Linked DNA regions of Zea mays: region 2 is linked to region 1. The links are chromatin contacts, called in public Hi-C maps. All regions are on one chromosome and are shown on one strand. The core of a region is the stretch at or near the end of the contact, and the rest is flanking DNA. Distances in the headings are between cores, read along the strand shown.

Region 1 (6,234 bases), core at 34-2,533:
GATGTTACTGGTGAGGATCAGAAGGGAAAAGCATATCATGTGCCAAAGATGTAAGACCTATATGTCAAAAAATCACATCCAGAGAAAGTCAACCTGGACCATAGCTCATATTTAATAGATCTACTCAAAGTCAGATGGCAACAATGTTGAGTCCATGATAGTATGATACTGATGTCACTCAGGATCATGATAGAGGAATTTTGCAAATGTACCTTGCAGCATACTGCTCCGGTGACACTGCAAAATTACGAATAAACATGAAACTAAAGCAAAATTTTGAACCTTACCCTCATGTATAGCATATTGTGTACTAATATGCATATGCCACACCATATCACAACAGACTTTGGTACTACATATCACATGGCATCCAAACAAGTGTGGCAGGCATACAAGAACACATAAAAATTATAAGCAGATAAAACTGAAAAAAAAAGAGAACCAAAATCACAACAGGTAGAACAAAATTCAAAATTTTCATTCATGTAATTGTATTTGTTGCATATTGCAGTTGTACATACGAATACGTTATCAATCAGTCACCAACTGCAGCAGATTAATATTACTAATATGTACACGTGATCGATCAGTCAACCATTGCAGCAAATTAGTATTACTATCATGCACCGGGGGCATGGCCACAGTTCCACGTACATGGACAAGTGTGAGAAGGAAAGGGAAGCAGGTGAGGTGAGGTGAGGCGAGGCGAGGCGACCTGACGAAGGAGACGTGGACGCCGAGGCTGCGGTGCACCGCCGAGCAGTCGATGCAGAGGAAGACACCGTAGGTGACGGACGCCCACGTCGGGTTCTTGGCGTTACAATCGAAGCACATCTGCACGCGTGCACCACCATCAGAACGATTCGCGCACAGAAAAAAAAGTCACGTGGACGGCACTCACACAGAGCGATAGAAAGCGCGATCAATTGAATCAACAGTACCTTGTTGTCTGATTTGGTGCGAAGCTTGCGGAAGACGGCGTTCTTGTCTGCCGAGGCCTCTGTGGCCGCCATGGTGCCCACCCACACCAGAACGAGCCCGATCGAATTGAGACCTCTCCGGACTGGAATCTTCTTCCCGTGCTCGATCGATGGGTGGGCCAATCGATCGGCGCGGGAGAGAGGGAGAGGAGTGGCCAGGTGAGAAGAGATGGAAGGGAAGGGGTGGAGGCGAGGAGGAAGAGGAAAAAATGGTGGAGGTGGTCAGGTGGACGGGACGGTGCTGCCTCTGCCCTCCGCCTCCCGGCCTCCGGGTTTGCGTGCGCGCGTCTCCTCTTTTTGTAGGGAAGGGAAAGGCTGCTTCGCCTGCGAATTACTGCGTTTTTAATTCGACTGTGTATATGGTTTTTACATTATATTATTTTTATATTTCATAAATAATGTCATTTGACTTTTTAACATCAAATTTGACTCTCGTCTTCATTAAAATATATGTGAAAATGTAGAAAATCCAGTTCATAGTTAAAATAGATTATATGATAAAATAAATCAGAACGAAAATAAATAATAATGATGATTTTTTTAATAAACTGAGCCAATTAAACTTCAATCAAAAAAGTTAAATTAAAACGACATTTTTTATGGGACAGAGGAAGTATGATATTTTCTCTAAGACTACGGTTTAAGACACAACACAACGCACATATACTCATCTTTGAAGACGAAACGGATAGATTCTTAAAACGAGATAAATAAAATTAATTATCATAGACATCGTCTGTTATTAAAAACACAAGTTTCTTAGGTTATACTATAAGATATGTTTGTATTTAAGAGCTAAAACAATCTTATTAAATTTTAGTTCCTCTTTAGAGGCTAATTATTTTAATCACTTATAGTTTAACTTCTAAAATAACTAAATTTTAGTTATTTTTGTTTTAGCTCCTGCCATGTAAACAAGCCCATATATTTTCTATAAAATCTAGAACATGCTACTGATGCTACGGTCTTGTCTTGTACCCGAAGTCTATAGACGCTTTCGGAGATAGTGGTCTCGTGGTCGTGGAATGGACTTCCCATTTCATGAGTCCTTTTTTTTTACTCGCTTGTATCCTGGACGTGCAGGCTCAAATTTTGCTGGGCTGTAAGCCTGTATCGCATTATTGGAAAATGGAAACAGGGGGAGAAACGAGTCGGCTTTCAGCTCTCTTAGGCCTTGTTCGTTTCTATCGGATTGCACCCGGAATTGTTCCAACTAATCAAAATTTATATAAATTAGAGAAGCAATCCGGTTAGAATCGTTCCGACCTACCGATCCGACACAAACGAACAAGGCCTTAGGGGTCACATTTCTATCTTATCATCTTGAATCGTATAGGATCAGCTGGCGCAGCTAATGCTGAAAATCTATACTACTCTCCTGTCACGTGGACTCCGGCGCAGGCGGCCAGCTACTGCGCCTGCACCTAACCCTGTCTACACAAAAAATAGTGCAAAATGAGCACTCGAACCCACGTCCCCTTCTCTAAAAATTTGTGACTATTAGACCACACATATCTTAAGAGTATCTCCAAGAGCTTCTCAGAAGTCTCCCCTGAATCTAGTTTTTTTGGGAAAAACACAAAAATGTGTCTCCAACAGTTCCCCTAAAGCGCTCACAATTTTTTCATAGCCCTTAAAACTCCCTTATTTATAGCTACAAATGAGGGGTTTTCTATTCACCAGAAACAATATGCCGCTTTAAGGGATCTGTTGGAGAAAGGATTAAAATCTACCCCTACTAATTATTTAGATGACCCTTAAAACTGATTTTGAGGAGTCCTTTTCTAAAGAGCTCTTAGAGATGCTCTGATGTTTAGAAATAAACAATAAATATATTTAATAAATATCTTAATACTTATTTATACATATTATATATAATATATTAAGAATCTAACGTGGACACCTGGTGATACTACGGTTTCACTCTCCGCGCTACCACACCGTATAAAAAGTAGTGCAAGACGAGCACGTGAACCCACGCCCCCTTCCTCCAGAAATTTGGGACCACTAGACCACACATATCTTAGTGTTTAAAAATAAACAATAAGTATATTTGAATAAATATCTTAATACTTATTTATCTATAATATATATAATCTATTAACAAATCTAATGTGGGCACTGGTGCTACCATACCTTTACCCTCCACGCTGACACGCTAGGCCCACCCCACGCGTCGCGACTGGTTCTCCTGTCCCTCTCTGCCCTGTGGACATGCTGACACTCTAGGCCCACCCGCCCTGTGGACACGCTGACACTTTAGGCTCGCCCCACGTTGTTCTCTCGCCCCTCTCTTAGCTACTGCTCTGTGGATCCCAACGCCCACACAGCCACGCCGATCCCACCCACGCAGCTACCACACCGCGCAAATAAAATGCAGAGCGAGCACTCGAACCCACACCCAGCTCCGGAAATTTGGGACTAAGACCACACATATCTTAGTGTTTAGAAATAAACAATAATTATATTTAAATAAAATCTTAATATCTATTTATATGATATATAAAACCGTAGCAAAGCACGGACAACTGACTAGTATGATATATAACAATCGTAGTAAAGAACGAGTAATTGTCTAGTAAATTTGTGAAAATTGAAAGTTATGTAAATTCGCATCCGTTAAAACTTGTAAAAAGGATATTCACATTCATATCTATATCTAATATAGATAGATGTATCTGAATTTTTTTTCTATTTTTCTTTATCATATTTTATATTCGTATTTGATAAAAATATAAATATTCGATATTTATCTGTATGGGCGAACAACCAGATATAGTAAATCTATTTAAAAGTTTTCTATCTTTAATTAGTGACAAATTATTTAATATTAATACTATTAATGATGCATTGCAACTATTTAGTAGTATAAGTATAAGTATTTTTTAATATTATTTCAATACTATTAGTGGTACATAAATATTAAATCATTTCTAGTTTTGTCTAGTTTAGTTTAAATCTGTCGGGTACCATAATTAGGGGTACCCCCAATGTTCCTAAACACGGCTGGAAAACATCTTCAGAACAAATCATAAACGATTGATGAAGCGCGGTTCAAGTCAAGTCATCGTCTACCAAGGGACGCGGCCTCATCCGAGCCCAGCCTCGGGCGAGAACAGTAGTCCCGGACGGATTCACGCCTCGCTCGAGGGTCCCCTCAGTCAGCAGACACACCCCCGTCTCACCCAAGGCTAAGCTCGGGCGAACTTTGTCGTGCAGCGACCTCGTCCAAATCGCCTTACCAACCGACCGTATATCATGCGCATTTAATGCGGGGATCGCCTGACACCTTATCCTGATACGCGCGCCTCAGTCGGCAAGGTCGAAGTGACCGCAGTCACTTCGCCCCTTTACTGACCGTTCTGACAGGGAAACGGCGCTATTCACCCCGTTCCGACTACTGTGCCAACCACCAGGGTAAAACTGACAACAGCAAGTCACAACCTCCCCCGAGTTCAGCCTCGGGCGCAACAGGGAGCTCTGCCTCGCCCGACCCCAGGCCTCGGCCACGGAAGAAGGTTTCCGCCTCGCCCGACCCTGGGCCTCGGCCTCAGCCTCAGCCTCGGGAGGAGTCACAACCTCGCCCGACCTCAGCCTCGGCCTCAGGAGAAGTCTCCGCCTCGCCCGACCTCGGCCTCGGACCGACTACGCTACAGGGGATACATCATTACCCTACCCCTAGCTAGCTGCCTCAGGCTATGAAGGAACAAGACCGGTGTCCCATCTAGATTACTCCGGTAACAGGTAATGATGGTTCCCCGGGTGCGCCCATGACGTCGGTTGCTCTCAACCCCCTACGGAAGCAAGGAAACGTCAGCAGGATCCATGCCGCACCACCAGCTATGCTTCTACAGGGCTCAAGGCACTTCTCCGACGGGCACGTTAGTACATGTACAGGGCTCAAGGCATTTCTCCGCCAGCCACGTTAGCACATAGCTACACCCCCATTGTACAGCTGGGCATCTCCTTGTATCTATAAAAGGGAATGTCCAGGGCCTTCCTAAGGGGAGGACGGATGCACGACGCAGACGAGCGGAGGCAGGTAGAGTAGGAGAGACAAACTCAGATAGCTCACCTCAGGGCCGAACTCTCTCCCTCTCTCTCTCTCGCTCTCTCGCGACGCTTGTAACCCCTACTACGAGCACCCTGGTGCAAGATAACATAAGCCTCATTCCCCTCTTGTGTTCCATCTTGCATCAACCCATCTGGGCAGGGACATGCAGCGACAAATTCGCTGGTCGGTTGATGGTCCTCGCGGGTCCGAAATGCCGACAGTTGGCGCGCCAGGTAGGGGCCTGATGCGTGTTGACAAACACTTTCCCGTTGAAGTTCCAGATGGGTAGCTTTCAGCAGCCTCTCCAGCCCGGGACGGTGCTCCGCTTCGGGAGTCTCGAGTTCATGTCCCGCGACGGCAGCTACGACATGGTACTCCTCCCCTCGCAGCACGACAACAACGACGGTCGTCGGCTCGCCCGGCGGAGGCGAACTCAACGATGGCATCTCCCCGCGGCAGAAGAGGAACACCCGGGTTTGCCCCGCCACCCTCCTCGCCGGAGGAGGAGGAGACGGGGCAACCATGGCCAGGCAGGAGGCGGCACCTCGTCGGCTGTCGGACCAGAGCGAGTCAACGACGTCGGCACCCCTGCGGGGGACATGTCGGGTGTTGTCCTCGCACCTGAGACAACGGCGGGTGTCGCTTCCCAGCAATGTGCCAACCCCAAGCGGACTGATGACGCCAGCACCCTCGCGAAGGACTTGTTGGACGTTAGCCTCGTGCCTGAGATAACGGTGCATTCCGTCCCCGATGCGACTTCACCACCGTCCATCAACCAAGAGGTACCATCCGTTTTCCACCCTGTTCCCTTTAGATTCAGCTTCGATCCACCAAGCGACCCCGCTTCGGTGAGCGCTTTCGCAAGGGCATATCCTGACCTTCCAGGGTACCTGATAGTCGCCTAGAGGGGGGGTGAATAGGGCGAGACTGAAATTTACAAATATAAACACAACTACAAGCCGGGTTAGCGTTAGAAATATAAACGAGTCCGAGAGAGAGGGCGCAAAACAAATCCCAAGCGAATAAGCAAGTGAGACACGGAGATTTGTTTTACCGAGGTTCGGTTCTTGCAAACCTACTCCCCGTTGAGGAGGCCACAAAGGCCGGGTCTCTTTCAACCCTTCCCTCTCTCAAACGGTCCCTTGGACCGAGTGAGCTTTTCTTCTCAAATCAAAGCCGGGAACAAAACTTCCCCGCAAG
Region 2 (6,221 bases), core at 2,044-4,543, 190 kb before region 1:
CAGGACCACTGCCATCCACGTCGACATCGTCCACCACTTTGATTTTTTATAAAATAACAACGCCTTCCCCCATCCTTTTCGGCAATGCACACCCCCACTTTGTTTTTTGTTTTTTCCCCCTTCCCTTTCCATGGCACTGTAGCATCCCCTCGAGGAAAGGGAAGCACCAAAGCTGTTTCGCGTGGAAGCTAGCTACAAAGAATATCTGCGAGCGAGCGGCGGCGGCGGCATACGTTTCAGCTGCTGAAGCTGATGCTGTGCCCTCCTCTCCTCGGCACTAGCTAGATGCTTCTGTTCCACCTTCCATACCAGAAAGCCGTCCCCCATTCAATCACCATAGTAGGTTAGGTTGCGAACTGGTTCTGAGCCGCCTACGCCAAAACAAAAAAGCAAGCTGTTCAATGACGTAGTACCTGACAGTGCAGGTCTCAGCATCACGTCAACGCAAACTGCTCGGTTCAGTGACCCACGATTAGATGAACAAGAACACTGCTAATCGTAGGGCCCCTTTGGTAGGGCTTATTTTTCAGCTTCGGCTCTGGCTCATGCAAAAGTTGTGCCAAACACCTATTTTTCAAATGGCTTCACCAGTGAAGTGCTTTTCCAAAATGAACTAGAGGGCATGAGCCAAAAAAAGTGGCTCACCTGGCTTCAGCTCACGTCATTTTTGCACAATAGCCCTCCCACCAGTCCAAATTATTATTTTTTGGTCCTGCCCTCAATCCCTAGCCACGTACAGAAGAGATATACATATACAAGGGTCTTTCTGAAAAACAACCTATAAGCCGTTTTACCAAATGATTTTTAGAATAGCTTTGGCTCATCTAAAGAAGTGGTTTCACATCGTGAGCCAGAGTCAAAGCCATTTTTGGAGAAGCCAGAGCCCTGCCAAAGAGGCCCGTAACGTGATACTAACATTATATAATAGCCACTGCGTTTAGCAATGCGATCGCGTTTCCATCGACGCAACCTCCTTGGTGGTGGGCAGTAACGTGACGGCATTTCCTTGCTTTCCTTCCTCATAGTACAAATCATCAAGCGGCAACAGCGCTCGGTATCTGACCTATCCTCAGCCATCACCCGATCTGCATGAATATCAGAACTGCATGATCCATCACAGGAACCTGTTCAGGATTTCTCTCTCTCTCTCTCTCTCCTTGTATGAGCACCCTCCTCATCTATGCAATGCCAGTGCATGATTATTACAGATGATGAGATGAGATGAACACACAAGCACTGTGCGTTGGTTATCTCGTTTCTTCAGACAACCTATAACAATACAATCTGGTAAAAGCATCACAAAAGCTAGCTATACTGCTCCGCTACGATGATTTGGAGCAGAGCAAGACATAAAATTTACATGTATTTCTCAGACAGAAAGAAACATATATCTCGTGAACAGTGATGAAAAGCTGGTTTTGATTCTTCCTCCGATGTCCGATCCAATCCATCCACCTTCCTTTCTCCTCCCTCCCCTTTCTGGAAAGCGAAGCCAGCGAGCAAATGGCATCCACCTCGATAAGCACCCACCAACCGAAGTGCCGTGGCAAAGAAAGGCGGGCCAGGCCACCCAAGTGGTGGCCAACCTATTGGCTTGCCTGTAATCTGGATTCACTGGCTCACTGTGCGATTCCATTCCGTCGTTTGAAGAGTACTTCCACTCTACCGCGCGCGTGTAGTGCCAACTGCCAATGCAGAAGCAACGGACGTGGACAGCGATGGCTGGGGGAGAAGGAGATTCTAGTACTCGACGATGAGGCTGCCGAACGGGGCGCGGTGCGGGATGCCCTTGCGGCGCTTCGTCGGCAGGGTCGGCTGCGGCGTGGGCGGCGTGAAGCTCAGCTTCCTGTCGGCGTTGCGCGGGGCCGAGGAGGATGTGGTGGAACCGTCGCCGTCGGCGGCCCGGAGGAGCCAGTTCCTGGCCTTGGCGGCGTCGGGGGAGCAGCCGACGACCTTGCAGCCGAGGGAGCAGAAGCGGAAGTTGTCGAGGAGGCTGCGGGCGCAGACCTCGCAGAGGTTGGCGGAGGCCGACGACGACGACGCGGCCTTGCCGCCACCCGGCTTCTGCTGCTGCGGCCGCTCGTTGAGGAAGACGACGCGGGCGCTGTTGATGACGTAGGTCTGCACGCCGGCGATGTCCATGAAGCGCTGGATGTCCGAGACGCGGATGACGTCGTGGTAGGAGGAGCGCCGGATCTGGATGGTGTGGTGGTCGCGGTGCCCGTGCTGCGCCAGGCACAGCGAGCAGAGCGCGCCCGCGCCCGTGCCCGTGCCCCCGGCGGCCGAGCAGTCCAGGCAGAACATGTTGCATTCGCCGCTGCGGTTGGAGTCGCTGTGCGTCCTGCACTGCGCGAAGAAGCGCGCGGACAGCAGCGGCTGCAGCCACCGCGGCCACCGCTCCGCGTACGCCGCCGTGACGCCCTCCTCCTCCTCCTCCTCCGGCTCAGGGTCAGGGCCGCCGCCGCCCTGCACGGACACCACGTATTGGTATTGCTCAGTTGACTTGACTGGGGTACATAGCAGTATAGCACAGCCACTTTGCTCAATGACGAAGCATTTGGAGTGGTTGTTTTGTTTGCCAAGAAAAGTTCGGCGATAGATTGACAAAGAAACAAACAAACAAAATGGAATAGTAATATTCCTATCTCATTGGAACCATCGCCAAGAAATTTGGTTGCTCGCGCTCAAATTTTTTTTTTAAAAAAAAGATATTGCTTGGGGAACGGCGGCACGAAATTCATTTGATAGCAAGACAACCAGAATGAGATGCCAACGGCTTCATAAAGGCAACTTCGGAGATCCCAAAGAAAGAGGCGAGGCGGTCAATAAGAAACACTCGTTCAATCTATGGCGCCGCCGCCATTGCTGCACAGAAGTAAGCACACGTCCCAACAGGGACGGAAAGAAAACTCCTCTTTGGTTGGCAAGACGCAAGGAGGAGAATCGAAGAATGGAAGGCCCCAGGGCTACATAAGCCACGCGGCGCGGGGGTGAGGGGGACGGGAGGAACTAGGGGACGACCGGTTCCGGCCAAGTAACTCACCATGATCCTTCGGTTCTTGAGGCGGAGCTCCTTGAACGGGGACTCGTGGTCGATCGCCATCTCACCCTCAGATCCTCTTCTTGCTCCCTCTGAGAGACTGAGACCCTTGCTATCCAAGCCGAGAGCGCAGCGGTTTCAGGCGGCGACGGGAAGGAAAGCGAGGATATATATATTTTGTTTGTTGAGCAACCGGAATGGAAGAAAATGTGGACAGGGCAGGGGTAGGGCAGACGAGGCGAAGCAAGCAGAGGGGAAATGGGCTAGTGCGTGGGCGGGCTTTATATCATTATTACTAGCTGAATGCCTGTACTCCCTCCGGTGCAGTAAAAGAAGTCATCCTGCGCGTGACCGAGCGTGCACAAAAAGAAGTCATAGCGCGTGTGAGTCTAGGATTTGGACGTTGTTGCCCCTAGTAATTGCACAAAAAAAGATGCATTTAAGAGGAATCGAACTTGAGACCTCCAGTCTAGAATGCCTTGGAGTTGCTGCAGCAACCAATCAAGCCTGATTCTTTTAGTGACGTTAATGCACCCATATCCCTATTTAATAGGGGCAAACAGGGAAAACTCTATGATAATTAATCACTCCTTGGTATGCACAATCATGTCCTAAACGACTACCTTTACTGCACTGGAGGGAGTACGTTGCAACAGGAATATATAATACCAGTATACTACGATAACTTATATACAAAATATGTGTTATACCGTTATGAGAAAATGTTTCATAATCAATTTATGATTCTGGCCATACATAAATTTTGTTATTTATAATCTATCTATTTCACCACTACATTGCAACCATCAGTATCATGCAGAATTCGATATATGTCACGATTTGCATGGTCTCATTATTGGAGAGCACGTTTCACACATACCAGAAGAAATTCCCTCGTACATCGTTAGTCATCGGACACGTACCACCATACGCTTTTGCTTAAACAAAAAGATAAGTGTGTGTGTTTGCAAGACTGATGGTCAAACATCGTATAACCATAAAGTTAGAATACTATATTAATATATTAAATAAATTAATCCAATAGACATAGGTTAACCCAATTAACATAGGATAAATAAATATCTAATTATAAAAGTATGAAACATGGTATAATCAATGTTGTTACTGCGTAGTAAATATTCATACGAGACTAACACAACTGAAACGGTTCAATTTAGAATTAAAATGGGGAAGTTACGAATTTCCAAAGTTTTTATGTATTTGATATAGGATTAATTAGGAAATCAGTTTTATTGTTGTTTTCATGACAAAACAGAGGTATTATGTGATAAAAAATAATATTATAGAATTATAGAAATTGGAATGAACTTATTTGGATTTAATATGAAATTTCCATGAATTAAATGGGTTTCTGCAATTATTTTTAAACTAAAAATCAATTTCTAAACTCATTTTCTCTATTTTCTTTATTTCCTGGACTGCGTCCCAAATTCCAGAAAGATTATGGATCAAGCTATAAATGTTTTTCTAGACTCAGTGAGCATATAGAGTGGACGGCGGGTTAAACACAAATAAAGTCTTAGTTGAAGTTATCCACAACTCAACATGAGTCATGTTGGTTAGATGGTGGAAGGTTAGGCATTCTACTCAATAGATCTAAGGTTCGATCTCTGAGCAGCTACGATTTGATTTTTTTTTCGCGCGGAACGGGAGAAGGCAGAACGACAGAACACGGGGAGGGCAGAACGGGCGAACGCGGCCTAGGGCGGGCTTGAGTTGAGAGGTCGGAATCGGAATAGGCAACGGGTCGCTGTCTGCGGACTGCGGCACAAACAAGAGAGTCATGCCGTTCTTCCTGGTCCATTTCCCCTACGTTTACCAACTCCAACTCCACAAAATCAAGCCCTCTTGTTTGTTTATTCTCTGCTACTACCAGTACTACTATATACAGTGGCATAAACAGGGGAAAGAATGTAGTCCATTCATTTGAAATTCGAATCGCAGCATCGGCCGCGGTAGTCAGCGAGCAGATGCGCCATTCGCAAGGAGGGCCATTAGTTTAGTGAGCTCCAGACTCTAATCAACATCTTCCCCCCTTGGATCTATTAACCAACGGTGGATGGATTTAAAATAAAAATGCTCAGTTTCCATGCTACAAACTAATAACAAGCTACAAACTAATAACCAACTTATATACGAGAATCAAAAATATATATAAAAGAAATAGGTAAACCATATATTAATTATAAAGATCTAATTATTATACTCACTTCGTTTCGTTTTAGTTGTCGCTAGATAGTGTAAAATTAAACTATCCAACGACAACTAAAAAGAAACGAAATGAGTATATCGGATATAAGATATATATATTAATTATAAAGGTTTAACTATTATATATATTGGGTTATCTATAATATTAAACTCGCTCCGAGGAAACGGCAGACTCTATGCTTCTGCTTTGCTTTCCGTGTCTGTACGGCGCCGCCGCCGAGCAGGGCAATGCAGAGGGCAGGACAAGTCTTGACCTCGCCGGACGTCCCCTTTCCGTCTCGGTTTCAACAGCGAAAAGCTTTGCCATTGTAGCTTTACCGTTGGTTGTTACATCGTCCGGTGTCCGGACACCACACCATCCATCAGACTATAGTACCAGGTTCGGTTAAGTCTTCGCTTTCTTTTTTCTTTTTTCTTTTGTCTCAGTGTGTTTAGTATTAGTATGTCAATTTCCAAGTCTAGAGACCGCCAGATTAATCATAGAAAATAAAGTAAAAAGTACACCCCCTACTACTTGACTAACATAATAGAAAACTATATCTAACGGACATGGTGCACATATTAAACCATCATCAATCATCTTAGTTTAACGTCTCTGATTTCTCTGTATAAGACCCTCCAAACTGGTAGAGTGGAGTAGCGGAAGGTGTTATTGTAAAATATAACGGTCAACCACAGACATTACATTTGAGATGGACGATGATGTTTTAATATGTGCACAATATGTACCAGATATGTTCTCGACAAAATAAACATCCACATTAACGGTGTGTTTGGTTCACTACCTAACTTATCATAGCTTGACTAACTTTTTCTGCCTATGGTTAGTTTTAATTTGGTCGACTAATATTAACTAAGTTATGACAAAGTTAGCCGAGAACAAAATAAGCTCTAACTCTCAAAAGGTCGGAAAAATACCAACTATTTAAAAAAACAAAATAAAGTATCC

Evidence for each region. Hi-C and Micro-C count contacts between places; a contact is called where the count stands out from the background.
Region 2: a contact with region 1 is called in a Hi-C map of leaf, with 6 times the contacts expected there. The contact joins the promoter of LOC100278906 here to the promoter of LOC100283451 in region 1. A contact is called at or near these places in 2 of 25 Hi-C or Micro-C datasets (ear and leaf).

What each region holds. Positions count from the first base shown.
Region 1 is chr9:117,327,886-117,334,119 of Zm-B73-REFERENCE-NAM-5.0, reverse strand. It overlaps LOC100283451, which reads right to left and starts at 1,283. Exons shown (of 7, transcript NM_001156352.1): 1 at 942-1,283; 2 at 716-834. The coding sequence starts at 1,013.
Region 2 is chr9:117,516,498-117,522,718 of Zm-B73-REFERENCE-NAM-5.0, reverse strand. LOC100278906 reads right to left here and starts at 3,293. Exons shown (of 2, transcript NM_001152030.2): 1 at 3,044-3,293; 2 at 1,225-2,466. The coding sequence starts at 3,103. The coding sequence ends at 1,741.